Linked DNA regions of Sus scrofa: regions 2 and 3 are each linked to region 1. The links are chromatin contacts, called in public HiChIP or PLAC-seq maps. All regions are on one chromosome and are shown on one strand. Each heading gives the region's core, a stretch centred on a gene start, on an enhancer-like site or on the middle of the called end of the contact. The rest is flanking DNA. Distances are from core to core; before and after follow the strand shown. Region 1 overlaps PRR5L (proline-rich protein 5-like). Region 2 overlaps PRR5L (proline-rich protein 5-like). Region 3 overlaps PRR5L (proline-rich protein 5-like).

Region 1 (2,514 bases), core at 6-2,505:
TAACAGTTGTACTATTGAGGGTCCCTCAGACTATTCACAGGTTTCTGCAGCTATAGGCTGTAATAAATGTCTATTTTATAATTTTTGTTTGTTTGTTTTCTGCAGCATATGGAAGTTCCCAGGCTAGGGGTTGAATCGGAGCTGCAGCTGTTGGTCTACACCACAGCCATAGCAACACCAGGTCAGAGTCTCCTCTGTGACTTGTGGCAACACTGGATACTTAACCCACTGAGTGAGGCCAGGGATCGAACCCACATCCTCATGGATACTAGTGAAATTCTTACCCTGCTGAGCCACAACGGGAACTCCTATAAATGCCTATTTTAAAAATCCTCCAGCAGAAATGGGATATAATGAAGAGATCCACAGAGCTCAAACATGAAGCTCCCACGGTGCCAATAAGCCTCTTCAAGCAGCAGCTGTAGTCAGCTCTGGGCGTTGCCAGGCTCCCGTGGGAGGAATGAAACTTTTAGAAAAGAGGTATGTCTCCAAGTGGAGGTTTTGTCCCGATAGACTCAGCTGGACGCCCCCCAGCTTTCTGCTGTTCCAAAGAGCTTTTTCCCTGAGCATTTGGTCTCAGCCACCTGAGCCCCCCATGACCCCTGCTAAGCCCACCATCACCCAGGAGTTAGGTTGGGGCCCCCACCACTCCATCTAGGCAGAGTTTTCTGCCACTTGTAGGGCAAGAGGTGCCCCTGAAACAAGACAGAAGGAGTTCAGTTCAGGGAAGAGAGTGCCACATCTGGAGGTGGAGGGAAGGTACACGGATTACTTATTTGTTTGTTTTATCTTTTTAGGGCCATACTCACGGCATATGGAAGTTCTCAGGCAAGGGGTCAAATTGGAGCTACAGCTGCAGGCCTACACCACAGCCACAGCAATGCGGGATCTGAGCCACGTCTGCCTGTGGCAACGCTGGATCCTTAACCCACTGAGCGAGGCCAGGGATCAAACCCACATCCTCATGGATACTAGTCAGGTTCTTAAGCCACTGAGCCACAACAGTTACTCCCCAGATTACTTGCTTCTAATCTTTCTGGGGTCATAGGCTCCTGAAAGCTATAGATCTCTCCCAACACACCACCCCGTCCCTGGATAAAACATGTCTATTTTTCTATAGGAGTTCTGTACAAATTCAGGGTCTATGCAGACTCTCTGGAGGTTCGATCCACGGCACAGGTCAGCCCACCGGGCTCCAGGTACACTGCAAGCACATTCCTTCCTGAGGCTTACCAGCCCGTCATCAGTCTGACACAGCATAGTTCTCTGTGATTCATTAATGCCTCCCTTCCTCACATCGCTGACCTTGTGCCTGCGCTTCCAAAGGTCTTCCTCAGGCTGGCTGTCATGTGCCTCCTTCTTCCTCCCGCCATCCTGTTTGGGAAGATAAACCCCCTCACCAGCTCTCAGACCCCTCTTGCCAGGCACAGAAGGCCATCATCAATCCTGCTAACCAAGGCCATTCTTCCTGCTGTTGCCATTACCCTGACCTGCTTGCTAGCCTCGGGTGTAAACCCACACTGGAAAGAAAGACTCTTTTCTCTCTAGCCTTTTGCCATCTGGATCAGTCTTCCGGAACATTCCTAAAAGCTGTAAATCTTTCAAGTAAACTAGATTTTCCTTTCTGGCCCCTGCCTGTAAATGTGATGACTTTGTTGTTGCTAACTTTTTACAAAGCAGGTTTGGCCAAAAAAAAAAAAAAGAAGAAAAAGAAAAAAGCAAGCTACAAAAATGTCAGATTCAATGGCCAAGGAGGATCTCTGTTGGCATTTGTTTGTGCTGCCCCCTCCTGGTGAGAAAAGCACTGAATAACCCTGACTGCTAGTCAGTCCTTTCTTAGTCAAAATCTTCCCTGTTTAATTTATCTTGATGTTAATCAGAGTCTTAGAAAGTCCTGCCGGTCTTTGTTGTTTATAAAAGCAGAGGACACTGTGGTCCATTTTAATGCCTCATAATGTCTATGAAATGTTCTTGCCCTCTGATCTAGAAATTTCCTTTCCAGGAATCTGCCCTGAAGAAGTAAGGAGAAATATAAATAAGAGATTACCTTCAGAGATGGCCGTCTTGACATTGACGGTAGTAAAATATAGATGGAGGTTAAATGTCCAACAACAGGTGAGATGACAGACATAGGGCGGAATGTCATGTTCACCTGAAAATGATGTTAGTCGAGATTTTTTAATGATATGAAGAAATATTTATATGTTACATAAAACAAGACACAAAACTATAAGCACTATACAGTCTCAACTAAATATGCATAAACATAAATTTGGAAGTAATACATCAAAGCTTGATCTGGTTTTCTCGGAGGAGTGGAATTAGGCTATTTTATACTTTGGTATGTTTTCCAGGTTTCCTGTGAGAATGTGATATTTGTAAAATCAGGAGAAAAATCGTAAAACTTATTTCTGGATGGTGGAAAGAGCATGGGCTCTAGAATCAAGTGACCCAGATTTATATCCTGACTCTGTATCCTTGGTGGAGTGACTCAATCTCTCCAGACCTGTTTCC
Region 2 (2,514 bases), core at 10-2,509, 110 kb before region 1:
TGCTGCTCTAGTTGACTGTCAGCTCTTCCCATGGGTCTGGAGGCCCTGATACATGCTCTTGCCACTCCAGAGCACAAGCTCCTAGATGGGCATCACAGTGAGATGCACATCAATCTGTAGAACTCCCAGCAGTTCCCGTCACGGGTCCTCTTGTATGTCCATGTGAGTATATGTGCATATGTGTCTGTCTGTATCCACACACACACACATATATACAGTGACAACAGATGAATTCCTAATCCTTAGGATTAAGTCACCAAGACTACTGGCTGAAGCCCTCGGGGAGCTATTTGGTAGTAACAGCAATTATTTCTCAAAACCAAATAATAGGGGCTCCCACTGTGGCACAGTGGGATCGGCAGTGTCTTGGGAGCACTAGGACGTGAGTTCAATTCCTGGCCTGGCACAGTGGGTTAAGGACCCAGCGTTGCTGCAGCTGTGGCTTAGTTCAAGGCTGTGGCTCAGATCTGACCCCTGGCCTGGGAACTCCATATGCCTTGGGGCGAACCCCCCCCCAGCCAAAAAAAAAAAAAAAAACCCATAAATAATATTACATTGAATTTAGAGCTTACTGAGTGTGTTCCCATCTGCTGTCTCACTGTTGAGTCTTATTCTCCCTCTGAAACACTAGCACATTGTCATCCCCATTGTTCAGATGAGGAGGACTGAGGCCCAGTGCAATTCTCTTAGGCTCTGGATGGCAGTGCTCAGATATTCTTCACTACATGGTATTACAGCTCAGGGCTCTGCTACTGCCCTTGGAGACCTGCCCCTTAAGATGGCCACTTTCTGAACTCAGGTTACAGCAAACACTGCCTCCAGCAGGCGCCAGACAAGAGGCTGGGTCATTGGCCCCTCTCTTTGGGGAGAATTAATAGGAGACAAAACGCCAAACCACCAGGAGGGAAAAATCTATGCCAGGAGCTGGCAGAGGTCCTCTCTGAAGCATGGGTGCTTGTACACTCTAAGCCACACATCTCTCTAATGTTCCCATACCTTTATAATAACTATGTATTACTTTTATGATCACAAAAATCCATAACTATAAAATGAAAGCACTAGAAGAGTTCAAAGAAGCAGGGACCCCATTAAAGAGCCATCCTTAAAAAAATGCCCTTGAAAACAATTCATTTCTCTCCCGCCGCTATTCCAAGCAAGCGCTCTAGGTTGATGGTTGCAAAACTCACACTGTGGCCGGAACCTCACAGCCAGCCTGGCAGGAGACTGGGCTGGACTGCTGGGTGAGCATTTAGTATGTGCCAATCCAGGAAGAGAAAAGAGAACAAAGGTTGGGCCCATGATGTGGGATGAGGTGAGGGCCTGGGAGACAGATGTGCAGGCTGGACACACACAGCATCTCTGGAGGAAAGAATTCATTGATGATTTCCATAGGCCCCAACCCGGTAGAATAAGCTAGCAAGGTGTCTCACATGGGTGCCTGGATGTCATTCATCTCTCCCACACTGTTAGTCCAGCAGCCCCAAGTCCCTGGAGGGTTCAATAGGCAGCCAACTGACAAGAGAAGCCACTTGGGTGGTTGCCCAGAGTGAGCATGGCCAGCCTGGAGGAGGCGGTCCCCGTGACACCTGCCCCCTCGTTAAACAAACACATCTTGAGCTTTGTGCAAAATGCTGTGCTTCATTGCTGCTGAGAGCGAGAGAAATGTCAGTCTGATGTGGGGCCTGCCTGGAGCAGGGCATGAGTGTATATTGCGGGAGGGTGTAGGGTCTTCAGAACAATCAATATCTGAGCATCCATGTACCATATCACAGTGGGAGACGCTTCACTGACATGGTCTCTGACCATTCTGCAGAAAAGGAACCTGAGGTTGAGATGCTAAATCATGTCACATTCATGGTTAGTGAGGAAACCAGGATTAAGCCCAGGGCTGACAGCACCGCCCCTGCTCCTGACCTCTGGACCACCTGCACACAGATCCGTGTTAAAACAAGGTCAATGCAACAATGTCAGGGCAGGACTACAGCCAAGAACACTATGGAGATTCAGAGGAGGAGTCCTGAAGAGGGGTTGTACCAGGTGGGCCCTTTCCTTTGAGAGGGACTGAAAAACTGCACCCCACTGACTCCATCCGTGCCCTCCCTGGGATGAGAGGTCTAGGCCACTCCTGGGGTACAGGGGAGTCACATGCAGCGAGCTCACAGTCTAGGGTGGGGGGAGACTGACAAATAATTGTGCCATGACCACACAGCATGGCAAGGGCCAGGGTGTGGTCTGGGGTCCAGAGAAGGGAAGGGGAGGCACACAAAGACCCTCCTGTGAGTGATTCCACAGGCTCCAGGCCTTCCTAGCTGGGCCATTCACACAGCAGGTGGCAGCTCTGCCTGGGCCCTCCACGGGACAGGGCAACTTCCTCCTCTGTGTTCAGCCCTCTGTGGCTCAGAGATGTTAAGTAACTTACTCCAGGGCACACAGCAGAAGCCCAGCCCCTGGGGCTCCCACAGCCCCGCTCCTTCTGTGGCAGGCCCCACCTCTCTCCTTAGGGCTATTCTCTGA
Region 3 (2,514 bases), core at 12-2,511, 87 kb before region 1:
GTCCTCGTTGCAGTTTTATACTTGATAGTGATTTGATAATATCTGGTTATTAATATTATAACCTGGTAATATCCACTACCAGGTTGTGAACACCAGGAGGGCCAGCCATCCTATGAAGTCTTTGCTCACCACTGTGTCCCTGGCCTCCAACAAAGTGCCTGGTAAATAGTAGACAATCGAGAAGGGTTTGAATGAATTAATCAATCACCATTCTCCTGCCAAATGTAGGCTTTGCTAGTTCCCTGCAGGGAGGAGTTGGCAAGTTCAAAGGACCATCTGAAACGTGAGGTCATCCTGGTACCTAAAAGCAAGATGAACCCCAACATCTGGATAGTACATCTCAAAGGAGAAAAGGCTATCCCAGCTCCTTTACTGACGGCCCTTGTCCTAAGCCTTGCATGACAAGGTCAGCGCTGGTGCTGCTGACTCCCCCTCCCACCAAGATGGAACATGCCCCAGCACATGAGTTAGGCCTTCGACCCAGGAGCAGGAAGGCGCCTCTCCTGGGAACCTGGATCTAATTGCTGGCTGCAGACTTCAGAGAGCAATGGAGCTTTTGGAACGTGTTCAGAGAACATCAGAGAGACAGAGGCTAACAAAACAGCATAGCCCCAGGATGAAAGAGTTAAAGGGAGGATGTGACTCCGCCTCCAGGAATAGCCCACAAGTCGAGGACTAACTCTCTGAAAAGACGAAAGGGAATTGGATAGAAGGTTCTAGATGACTGTCCTATAAAAACTGTCCTCTAATTGCCACAGAGGTTTCCATCACCAGAGATACACAGAGTAGGTACAAGAAACTTCTTTAGAGCCGAGGTCGCTAAGCTCTAGAAAAGATTCACACTCAAAGGCATATTCCGTTCCCACAGGATTGCTCCATGGCCAGGAGCTGCCTCTGCCCTCTCTGCAGCCAGAGCACAGGGTGGACGCATACAAGCAACGAGGCCAATAAAGTAAAGTTTGTTCAGTGATAGGATAGATCCTATCTGTCGTTTCCAAACTCTCCCTTATTGCAAGAAAATCCCTTTATCTAAACAAGATCTTTCTTGGAGTTTGTAACATATAAAATGAATCATATCTTCTGGCTGAAGATATGAAAAACCCTTACAAGGTCCTCACTGTCCCCTCGCTGTGCGAAAGGACCCTGACCCCCCAGACCCCAGGACAAGAAGGGATCCTGGCCTGCCACTCTCTAGTCATGCTTTGGGGCAGAAACAGGATCTTGGATGCCCTGGGTTTACCCCCTTAGCTCCGTGCCTGAGGTTTCACTCTCAACACAGCTGGGCTGCATGTCACTTGGGCAGGGGAAATTCCCTTTTAAGGGCGCTTGAAGCTCTGGTTTTGCTCAGTATCTTTTTTTTTTTTTTTTTTTTTTTTTGCTTTTTAGGGCCGTACCATGGCACATGGAACTTCCCAGGCTGGTGGTTGAGTCAGAGCTACAGCTGTGGGCCTACACCACAGCCACAGCAACTCGAGATCTGAGCCACATCTACAACCTACACCACAGCGCACGTCAAGGCCGGATCCTTAACCCACTGAGCAGGGCCAGGGATCAAACCTGCATCCTCATGGATACTAGTCGGGTTTGTTAACCACTGATCTAGAGGAACTCTGCTCGGGATCTTTCATAACACTGGTTTCCCACCTTTCCAGGAGTATGGGATACACTAGGAAATAATGTGGCTGGAGAGCAGGCAGCCACCTTCCACACTTGTGTATTAGCCTCACTGCAAAATGCAAGAGGGGGAGTTCCCACTGTGGCTCAACGGGATTGATGGTGTCTCTGCAACACCAGAACACAGGTTTAATCCCCAGCCCTGGCACAGTGGGTTAAAAGATCTAGCCAAAAAAGAAAAAAAAAAAAACATGCAAAAGGGCCATGAAGCTCTTGTCAAAGCCAGTCGCTCAAAAATAAGGCCTTGGGTGGGTATGTGTTTCTAAGGTTGAAAAGGTTTCAACACAGCTGCATTTGCGAGAAAGCTAAAGGTTCAGTCAATTTTGGAACAGACAGAGGTTAATTTCGAACCTCTTTTCTTCCAAAGGTTTGGTGACGCTCATTGTGTGTCAGGCACAGGGACCTGCCAGGGTCAGCCTCTCCTTTTCCTTCCTACTTTCTCTCTCTAGGAGACACGTTACTGGACACAGGTGTCCTTCCCAGGGAAGGGGAAGGAAAAAAAAAGATGACCTACTGCCTGATAAGTCTGAATCTGGAAGGAAACTTGACCTACAGATAGCGGACTCTAGGCTGGAGTAGGAAAAGAAAAAAAAGGAGGGAACCAGTGTGCATGCCTACTGTGTGCCAGGAATGGAGCTACACTGGCTATGTTCCTTACACCCCCTACAATCCCTAGCTCCATCTTATCATTTTAAAAATGATTTTAAAAGCAAAGCTCAAAGAAATGAGCAACTTGCCAAAAGTCACCCAAGAAGCAGGCGGCAAGCTGTGATCTGGATTTAGGTGATGGAGCTGAGCGTAGCCACTGGTGGCATTGTGGGGTTGGCTGACTCTGGCCTT

Evidence for each region. HiChIP or PLAC-seq counts read pairs in DNA pulled down with a chosen protein or histone mark.
Region 2: an H3K27ac HiChIP or PLAC-seq map of alveolar macrophages shows a contact between it and region 1. The contact joins two enhancer-like sites. A contact is called at or near these places in 2 of 47 Hi-C or Micro-C datasets (blood and liver) and 1 of 2 datasets of contacts at active chromatin or transcription factors (alveolar macrophages).
Region 3: a contact with region 1 is called in an H3K27ac HiChIP or PLAC-seq map of alveolar macrophages. The contact joins two enhancer-like sites. A contact is called at or near these places in 2 of 47 Hi-C or Micro-C datasets (blood and liver) and 1 of 2 datasets of contacts at active chromatin or transcription factors (alveolar macrophages).

What each region holds. Positions count from the first base shown.
Region 1 is chr2:24,762,621-24,765,134 of Sscrofa11.1, forward strand. All of the region lies in intron 2 of PRR5L (proline-rich protein 5-like), which reads right to left. All of the region lies in intron 3 of LOC106507997 (a long non-coding RNA gene), which reads left to right. Among named protein-coding and RNA genes, the nearest start is that of PRR5L, 49 kb to the right of the region's middle. Within about 2 kb of position 1,256, at least 18 of the 83 cell types and tissues checked have an H3K27ac peak or open chromatin away from gene starts, as enhancers often do. A contact at or near this core is called in alveolar macrophages, where this site is marked.
Region 2 is chr2:24,657,067-24,659,580 of Sscrofa11.1, forward strand. All of the region lies in intron 10 of PRR5L (proline-rich protein 5-like), which reads right to left. Among named protein-coding and RNA genes, the nearest start is that of TRAF6, 50 kb to the left of the region's middle. Within about 2 kb of position 1,260, at least 11 of the 83 cell types and tissues checked have an H3K27ac peak or open chromatin away from gene starts, as enhancers often do. A contact at or near this core is called in alveolar macrophages, where this site is marked.
Region 3 is chr2:24,675,175-24,677,688 of Sscrofa11.1, forward strand. The region is part of intron 6 of PRR5L (proline-rich protein 5-like); the gene reads right to left. Among named protein-coding and RNA genes, the nearest start is that of TRAF6, 68 kb to the left of the region's middle. Within about 2 kb of position 1,262, at least 3 of the 83 cell types and tissues checked have an H3K27ac peak or open chromatin away from gene starts, as enhancers often do. A contact at or near this core is called in alveolar macrophages, where this site is marked.